2 separate regions of the Mus musculus genome follow, and region 1 is linked to region 2. Evidence: chromatin contacts called from public Hi-C data. All regions are on one chromosome and are shown on one strand. Each heading gives the region's core, a stretch centred on a gene start, on an enhancer-like site or on the middle of the called end of the contact. The rest is flanking DNA. Distances are from core to core; before and after follow the strand shown.

Region 1 (5,015 bases), core at 50-2,549, 140 kb after region 2:
AAAATAAAAAAAAAAACAAAACAGCATAATCATATGTTGGCCAAGTAAACAAAAATGACTCCATTTAAAAATAAACAAAGGAGCTGAGTAAGACATCTTCCCAGAGATGACGTACACTTTCAACATCAGCAGGAAGAGGTACGCCACACACAGCACTGCTCTCCAGGAGGAGCCAATCAAGAGCACGGAGTGTCCATGAGCATGAGGACAACCACTGACAGTGTGTTACAGCAGGCGGCTCCGAGGCTCCCCATGAAAAACATTATAGCCGCTCCTCAGAGAGGTCAGCACTGAGCTGCTACAGCTACAGCCACGACAGTAACCTAGAAAGCTCTACACATGCATCTACACAGACACTGGACATGGGTGGTTCCTGCAGCTATTTCAGAAAAGCTCAAAGATTCCATTCCAAGAACCACCTAACCGGCTGACAGGCCTCCTCCTACCACTGCTGACCCTGCGGTACACCGTTATGTCACAGGCGAGAGGGAAGTGCTGCTACTCATCACAGCACAGCCAAAGCTCGAGAACATTTCAAAAAGTAAAATAAGAAAAGACCTTTGGTGTGTAAAGCATATCTCATTTTTAAAAGTGTATCTAGAAAATTAGTAACAAAATAAAGCCATTCATTTAGATTACTGACCCATTTTCTCCCAGCCCCCTCAATCCTGGGTCTTTAATATCTTAGTACACCGTTACACCAAAGTGTGTAAACTGAGCAGGTGAAGGAACAGAACACATGGATGTGATCTTATCCAGCTCAGTCTGAAATAAAGGTGCATTCACTGCTGACAGCTGATCCAGGACAATAAAAGTCAGACTGTAAAGACAGAAAGCCGCAGAGCAGAGCGAGTGAGGAAAAACCCATCCCAGGCTACCAAATACACAGACCTGTCAGCCTGGCATGCATTGAGATCTTACTCTGCCAAACGCAAATTCAAAATAAATATCAGGAATCTAGACAGAGGGAAGCTCAAACAAGCAAAATCATTTCTAGTTGTTAATGCAGATGAGAGAAAATAAACAGATGTGTTTTGTTCTGGGCTTGTTATTATCAAATTGGCACAGGCTGGAAGGCAGGGACACAGGAAGAGCACTGGGGGGGGGGCATGAAATGATGGGGTTCAGCTCACACCTCTATTTCAGGGATATTCAGAAATTACTTCACGGATAGAGGTCAGACCTTCTAGTGTTTGTCAATTCATGCTGCAAGAATGAGGCAAGAAGCTCAGCTGCGACTGCTTGGACCCTCAGTGCTTCCTGCCCAGGGATACAAAGGGATCCTTGGCTCTTCCACACACTGAAGGAGTCAGTCACAATGTACGCATCTCCAAACCAGACAGAAACTGCCTTCTGCTCCTGGCTCAGTTCTAGGATATACTGTGATGCTGGCTTCTGTCCAGAGTGTGCTGAGGAAGGACCTCTGGTGCCTCCACAGCTAACCTGGGCAGGACCGAAGCTGCATGCATCTCTCTCACTTTCAACCTTTTACAGAAAACAGAAGCTCTGTAACTGAAGATAATTTGGAAATTGGCATGAGAATTTAAAAAAAATAAATCCAATTGGACAATTATTGTAAGGCTCCTGCCAACTTTTGGTTCCTTGCCACAGAGAGTAATGATTCCTGCCAGTCACTAGGAAAAGAATAGCTTCTAGAAAAGCCAAGTTTTGATGAAAAAAAAAAAAAAAAAAACCCAGTAACCCTGCATCAGCACATAGCAACTTGTAGGGAGCTGGGGCTCTGCAAATCAGATTCAAATTCAGGAACTTAATTTTTGCTTCTGCAAAGGAGTTCCAGGCTGGGAACAGAGCTCGATGGTAGAATGTTGCCTAGAGTGTGTGAGGCCCTAAGTTCACCTCTCAGAGTAATAAGCAAGCAAACAAACCAACAAACCAATGCGAAGTTCCTGGCAAAGAATAATTATCATATGGCCTTTGCGGTGCAGACCATGGATAGATAACACGTGCTTCAAGGGCAACGCAAAGACCTCAAGTTATTCTGTCCAAGTTTATTCTGTAATGTTGAAAAGCAAAAGAAACAAACCCAAGCCAATACAGGCAGAAAGTAGCCATAGCCCCCATATGTTTCCACATTAAAGAACTAAACAAATTGGGTGTGGTAGCACTCACCTCTAACCCCAAGACTATGAAAGCAGAGGCCAAGAAAGCAAAGTTCAATTCAGCACCTAGGACAGTTCCCCAAATGCCCAGTGAGCTGAGACATTACACTCTGAACACTTTGAGAGAGTAAGCTTTATGAAGGTGGGAGGGAATTGGGAATCAACAGAAGCCTGTAGACTGTCTCTGTAAGAGGATCATTTTTGTTTGTTTGCAACAGAGTTTCTCTGTGTAGCCCTGACTGTCCTGGAAGTCACTGTAGATTCAATTGCCCTGGGTGTTAGGATCCAGGCATGCACCACCCCTGCCCCACTGTTAGAGGATCTCAAGAGGCATGTGCTAGAAAGCTGCTCACACCAAGTGGGCCTCCAAACTGAAACCTCAGCCAAGCAAGCTGGTCCACAGGCGCCTGTGAAGGACAGGGCCAGTGAGGGAGGGGTACCTAGCACCTTGTCTCAAAAAGCGAGACTACATGCTCTCAGTTAACCATGAAGAGCAGCAGCCAAGCTTTAAAAAAAAAAAAAAATCTCTGAATTGTACCACCATCACCAAAGTTTCAGCAAGGCACACAACCACAGTATACAGAACACACAGTACCATCCTCTTGTGTTTCCTGTCAGGATTGATGCTCAGGAAGAGTTATTAACTAGTGGATTTTGTTTTCACCATGATAGGGAATTGGCACTCCCAGTCACAGAGAGTTCATGGCAGCGAAGGACTGAGCCATCACTCTGATACCCTCACATAGGGTTAGGAATGGACAGACTGCTCAATGTCAAATGAGAGAGTGCTCTAAGGAAGTTCTATGTGTATTACAGCATCCAGAGCCAGTGTCTGCCCTGATGCCTTATCAATATCCGATAGGACTGACAGTGTACCACCTCATTAAGTGACTCATCCCCAAAGTAGTCACACCATTAATAAGAGGTAGAGTTAGGTCCAAAATGGAAGTTTTCATTGAAAGCGCATCCCTCTTCTGAGCACTTTTGTTAATGAACACACCCACAGAGGCAGAGGACACAAACAGAAACACATGGGAGAAAACTGACGAAAGGTAAGTGTTGGGGTGATTCCCTCAGTGGGTAAGAAAACACTTGCTGTGTACGCTTGATGACCTGAAACCTAGCCTTGGGAGGGAAGTCAGAGACAGATCTCAGGACATTCCTGCCCAGCCAACTCAGCTGAAATTACAGGGTTCCAGTCCACCGAGAGAGCCTGTCTCAAGACAGTAAGGCAGTCAGTGATAGCAGAAGGCACTTCATATCATCTTATGGCATTCACAGTGGCACAAGTGCTCACAGGCACTCGTGTGTACACATCACACACACACACTTTACATGCGTGTGCTGCAGAGGCACGTTGTGGTCTGGTCCTCATTCACACTGGCAATGTCCTTGCTCCCTTCAGTAAGGAACTCTGCAGGTGAGCATTTCACAAAAGATTTTAATTTTATTTTTCATCAAATCTGGGAAACTATCTGATAACCCCACTGTTTACTGTTTCAACTTTTATATTCCTTTTGAATCAACTTGCAACACATCTGCTGATAACATAATAAAGAGAAATTACCAGGGATTAAAGCATGAGTCATTCTGGGTAAGTTCCAACATTTGTTCCCAATCTAACTCAAATGGCAGCTTTCAGAATGAGCCTAGAGGGCCATTTTTGGAACAACAAAAGAGGATCTTTTGTTGTGTGTTCATTTTCAATTCTGGCTCACTGAATTTTTATATCTAAGACCAAGGATTTTGAGGTATGTTTACTGTTTTGATGAGTGTATTAGCCAGCTCCTCCTGGGTGCGACCTGCAGCAGCCTCTTGCAGATTCCGGCTAGGGTTTAAAATTCTTGTATGTCCCTGAAGTTATTTTCCCAACAGTCTAGATTTGCTCTGTTTGAACCAAGGAAAAAATGGAAGGTAGGCTGGGTAAGTAAAGGCTAAATGCAAAGCAACACACAGGACGAATCAGTTAAGTGACTGTTTTCAGAAGAAAGCAAAAGTGTTTCATTTTAACAGTGCTTTCCTATGCTGGCGTCCACAACGAAAATCAATAGGAAGCCCTGAAAGAACTATGCAACTGGACTCGGTCAGCAGACCAGCGAAAGTGCACGGTGCTTGTTTGCCTGGCCTGGCTGATTTAAGAATCTCTGAATTCAGGGGCCCAGATGACGGAGAATCAGATGTATGATCAAAAGAAAAGAAAGCTGTTCCCTGTTTGTTCTCTGGAGATTACCTGATTATTTTTTTCTCCCAGAGATGGAGTAAAAGAAAAGAAGAACAACTCACTAATGTATATAACCTAAAAACAAGTATGCAAGGGTAACTTAAAGCCACAGCCTCTAAGGATGAATCTGGTGGCCCCAGGCAACACTTATTGCAGGCAGCTTCTGCCACTGCCACTTGAGGATTTCCTCTACCAAGGCAGCCTGTGCCACTGCGTGCTGAGTTGGAAGATGTACACGGAGTGGCATTGCAGTTGACCTACATTTTCCTTTCTAAACATATTTTTACATTCTGTTGTTTCCTTTCCCCACAGCACTGCTGTGTGGGCAGGGCAAAGAACACACCGGAATCCGTTTTCCTCTCACCTAGGTTACAACATGTCCAATTCAAACACTGACACCTTGGCCCTGCATCAAGAGATACAGTTGTGGGGGCCATTGTGTTTGCATATTGGCCTAATAAATCCCTGAAAAAAACATCCAAAACACAAGCTATAAATACTCCAGAGAAAACAGTTGCTTCATGGACTAGACAGAAAAAAGAGAGATGTCCACTAACAACAGGCAACAATTTTTATTACTCCCTATGTCTTGCAGTCAAACAGGCTTCTAACCAGCAAGGCTGAAGGCAGTGTTTCCAGTGTCATCCCCAAGTGCTCTCTGCATGCACAGACTA
Region 2 (4,620 bases), core at 56-2,555:
CTTATCTTGACTTTTGCCCCTGAGATACAGAGACCGTCCCAGTAGAGAGGCCCATATTATGTCTCTACGGTCCTGGTCTGGACTGCTGGCTACCAGGGGCCTTCAGCAGAAGAGTGGGTGGCGGGACCAGACTTTGGCAAAAACAGAAGATACTCTAGGGCAATTTCAGAAACACAGCACTGGTTGTCTTCATCTAATGTTCCTTAATTTGAAATCTCAATTGATCAATAAACTGTGCTTCTTAGCACAAGAACTTAGTGATAGTTTCTAATGGTAAAGGGCATTGTTTATCAGGTTTGGGAAAGCCACCCGCTCACTGAGCAGGGCTGTAGATAGGCTGTCTGCTCTTGCTCTGTACTGACATCAGTCTCTAGGCTGAGTGGCCCTTTGTATGGCATCTGAGATGATGTCTGGTTTGTCAAGAACAGCGAGGCTGCTTCCCAGGCAGAGTGGGGGAGATGGTATTTTATTGTTGCTTTGACGCTTAGTCTTCTTAGGCTAATCACTCTCTCCACCAAGTTAGCCCTCTGAACTCCATCCTTCCAATCCCCAATTCTTCCATTGCGCAATCCCAGCCCTCACTTGTCATCTTACTGCACAACCCACCACAGCACGCTTCAGACTTCATCAGGAATACGGAAAGGCAGCTGGGGTGAGAGGGCTCTGCTCCTCTGTGAGCTCAGCATTCACACAAAGGGCAGACGAAAGCAGCGGGGCCTGCTACCCAAACCACCAGCTAAACTTTTACTTTGCCTTTCTGCACCCCAATGACCCAAATTTCACACACTCTTTGGAGAAGGGCGTGTCTCCCCACCATCTCCTGCCCCTCTTTTCTGAGTTCCTCTCCAGGGGCTGACAGGTCCTCTTTGCTAGTGCATTTTCGGTACGACATATATGATGGCTTCCTGTGCTGTTTAACATGGTAATGTGGAATATCAGATGCATGAGTTGAAATGGCGGTCTGTGCCTAAAATAGCCTGATATCTATGGCTATGAGCTCGCTGGCCATCAGGGTAACTACACACAGCTACAGCTACAGCGCCTCACAGTCTAGGATGAGCCTCTGGCAGGTCAACTGCACGGCGTTTGGCAGCTGATGTGAGGTGAGCAGCCGTTCTGGAGGGGCTGTGGGCCTCCCAGGATACGCCTCCTCCCTCACTGTGCTTTCCTGAGTCTGATCCTTGCCAGCTCCATTACAAGCAGGGTAGAAAATTTTTGTGCTGGGATTTACTGGCTTCCTCCTGAGCTAGCTAAGGAATGGTGTCCCCGCTCACGTTCTCGTGGGGTTGGCAGCTATCCTTTCTGTAGGGTTTGACAATATACACTGTTCTGGCCAGCAGGGATCTTCCCCTCACCCCTCATAAAGCTTTACAGTGTATGACTCATTCAGAAAGGAGTCTTGATAATGCAGATTTATTATGAGGTGTCTGCCTTTAAAATGTGATTTAATGGTGCTCGTACTTATTCGCTGACATCTTTATAAAACTGTTAGTGTGGAAATATATTTGTCTTTCTGAAAGTAATTCTTCCTTTTACAAGTGTCGAGCAAAACAAGAGCCATACATTAAAACCGCAGCAGCGAGAGCCACGGAGGTCTCATTACACCGAGACTCAGCTTTGCCACCCCAAACTGAGCTCAAGGGCTTCCACTTGTGCCCCTGGGCATGGCAGCATCTCTGCCCCTCCCTACCCGTGCTCCAGGCTGTGTCCAGAGGGTAGAAGGCGGCTCTCAAGGTCAGCCAGATCTGCAGGCTGGTGGGCGGGCGCAGTCAGTAAACAAGCCTCTGATTATGATTTACCTTTGCTTTTCTTCCTACCTTAGCCTGGTTTATGAACAGATCTTGTTGATTTAGCCTTTTAGCCAATTAGAACAGAAGGTCTGATTGACAGCACATGAATAAATACCACTTTACGGTTGGAGACAGAGTCACTCTCCCCTATTAATCAGGCCTTCTGCCGGTGTTTAGGTAACATGATATTTATCATGCCTCTCTGTTACAGTCCCTTGGGGTGTCATTTCATGGCCTACCAGTAAAAACTTCACATTTACAGCAACTGCCCCTCTATTACTGTCGATAATATCTAATTGATATGTCAAACCTCCAAGGAATGCAGTAAATTGGAACACTGACTCCCAAAAGAAAATAAACTAGCAGACAGGTAAATCAGCACCCGTCTGCCTGCCGTGACTCAGTCACTTCCGTCCAAAGGTCTCCCCTCAGGAAGCCATCACCACCATCTTTCCTTCCTGCTCAACATCGCAATGAGCCCTGAGCACAGCCAGGACATGGACATGGATCCAAATCCTTTTGCCTGGCCAGGCTGGAGGTGCCACAGGCATTATGTGGGGTGCAGTGTACGGCAGACAAGAGCAATGAACCTGTCAGAACATGATGGCTTTTCTCAAGCTAGCCATGTTGTCAGCAGAGCTGCAGTCTCATATGCCTTCCAAACGTCCCTACAGAGAGGGGAGGACACTCAGAAGAAATGAAGTCAGAGAAGGAACAGACGGGCCTGAGCACTTAGCAAGAATCAGATCCATCTGACACTGAAATGCAGCATGTGCCTTAGACAACAGGCCTTTCAGCCACTCAGATAAGGCATCCTAATAGAAAGGCTTCAGATGCACACTGAAGCCTCAGGAGAGACCAACCACACTGATAACTCACTCACCCATCAACAAAGATAACAGAGCAGGAGTTGGACTATAGGTTGTGGAGTACAGGCAAGAAACAGAAACACCCACAAGTCAGCTGCAAAGGTAATCAGACAGACCTGGAAAACAGGCATTTATGGCAAACCTCCCTCTACATGGCAGCTGTGAGCACAGTGGTTCTCTCTGGCACAAGACTCCAGTCTCCCTCTTGCTATTGTTTAAACTAATTCTTCTTTTGAAAAATCACCAAAAGTTGGGCAAGTTCACAGAAATGAACTTCTAGTCTTGACTTTAAGGTCTGCACCACAAACAACTGAACATCACCCTCAGGTCAACCCCAGGACAGCACCAATGACCTCCCTTAAACACCAGACCAGCTGAGAGCACACACGTCTAGAGTCCTAGCACTTGGAAGGCAGAGAAAAGAGGATCATGAGCCTGAGCCCAGTGAGGGATGAGCCCTCCACAGGAGCTGGAAACTCGGCACAGGTCAGCCGTGCTCTCCCCTCATTCCCCACATGCTCAGTTTCAACTCTTCTGCCAGATGTCTTCTGGGACTCCCTTTGTTTTTTCCCTTCTCCTTTAAAGAAAAACGTGGTCACATTTGGCTCCAACGACTGCCCCAAGCCTTACCCCGTTCTCATCTGCCTTTGGAAATACTGACCAGGCTACTGCTGCCCACGGCACTGAAGTAAGGGGAGCTTTGTTAAAGGCCCAGGCCTGGTTCCGCCCACGGTGAGCCTGAAGTCTCATGGCCTGTGCACTCTACTTCTCTGTGGTGTTATGTCTTCTTGGATCAGCTGTCTGCTGGCTCAGCTGATAAGCCCCCGGCCCCGTGAGCAACATGCCAGATCTCAGCTGGGGCACGGCACACTTCTGGATGAGGGCGATCTCATTATGAAGAGAAAGAGCAGGACCCTCCAAATCCACACCACTGCCTGGGGGAAGAGGATTCTCGGGGTAAAACCAACCTTGAATGAAGATGCTCTAAAGCTGCCCACAAAGGCTTTCTAAAGATTACCAGCCACACACACTCCATGTGTAAACAGAGCAATGAAGATGCTGTCTTCTGGAAAGTCATTCAGGACAAGGTAATGCAGAACTTGAAAGGTGAAGTGTAAAGGGAACAGCTAGCCTAAGCCCAAGAGCTTCAAGAGACAGACCAGGCCCACAGTGCACCAAAGAGCAGCAGGGAGATGTTTTAAGCAGAGACCTAGGGCCCCACTTTGGCTTTCCATGCTCATGCACTCAATCGTTTATCCAAACACTACTCTCCGCAAAGTGCAAGCTTAAGTCCGAGTGTCAGTGTGTCAGTGCGCCCCGCACTGTTCACAGGACTTGATCCTCAGAACACAACTGCAATTCTACGATCTAACTGGGCAAACTCACAGATGCAGGTTGGAAAGGCACCTGGAGTGTCAAGGAGTCACTCTCCAGTGGAACTGCCGCTGCTCACAGTGGATGATGCTCTCTTGTGAGAGAAGAACATTATCACCAGCAGAAGTGACTTTCCCGGGTGGGGCAGCCTTTCTCTTTACAGCAGCATTTTTAATGGCAGAGGTGATCTGTTGTGTCACATGCCGGTCTCTGACCCCACCTGTCCCTTCTTCTACCACACCATGAGTAAGTGAAGGGGGGAGGTATCGGCAGGTGCTGCCACCTCCTGCTGGATACCATGTCCTAGGGTCTCTGAGGTTCCCCTGAAGAGGCAGAATGGAATGGCCAGGTGACAGCAAGAAAGCCAGGCACAGAACCTAAGGGTGAAGGCTTGGGCGCCTGGTAAAAAGCCATGAGAATAAGATGCTCTGGCCTTACACTTTACAGATGTCCTTCTCGGGGGCCATTCCCTTAGTAACTGGATGATATTCCTATCGACCAGACATTATGGAGGAGCTAAGAAGGTAAATATAAACAAACTGTGACCTCCACTTTCATAGGACTTCAAGCCTAGTGGGAAAGAAGTG

The links. Hi-C and Micro-C count contacts between places; a contact is called where the count stands out from the background.
Region 1: a contact with region 2 is called in a Hi-C map of the N1E-115 cell line, with 1.6 times the contacts expected there. The contact joins two enhancer-like sites. A contact is called at or near these places in 3 of 484 Hi-C or Micro-C datasets (the CH12 cell line, the N1E-115 cell line and nephron progenitors) and 1 of 9 other capture datasets (embryonic stem cells).

Annotation. Positions count from the first base shown.
Region 1 is chr17:30,387,697-30,392,711 of GRCm38.p6, forward strand. All of the region lies in intron 6 of Btbd9 (BTB (POZ) domain containing 9), which reads right to left. Among named protein-coding and RNA genes, the nearest start is that of Btbd9, 190 kb to the right of the region's middle. Within about 2 kb of position 1,300, at least 17 of the 459 cell types and tissues checked have an H3K27ac peak or open chromatin away from gene starts, as enhancers often do. A contact at or near this core is called in the N1E-115 cell line, where this site is marked.
Region 2 is chr17:30,243,781-30,248,400 of GRCm38.p6, forward strand. All of the region lies in intron 9 of Btbd9 (BTB (POZ) domain containing 9), which reads right to left. Among named protein-coding and RNA genes, the nearest start is that of Zfand3, 240 kb to the left of the region's middle. Within about 2 kb of position 1,306, at least 19 of the 459 cell types and tissues checked have an H3K27ac peak or open chromatin away from gene starts, as enhancers often do. A contact at or near this core is called in the N1E-115 cell line, where this site is marked.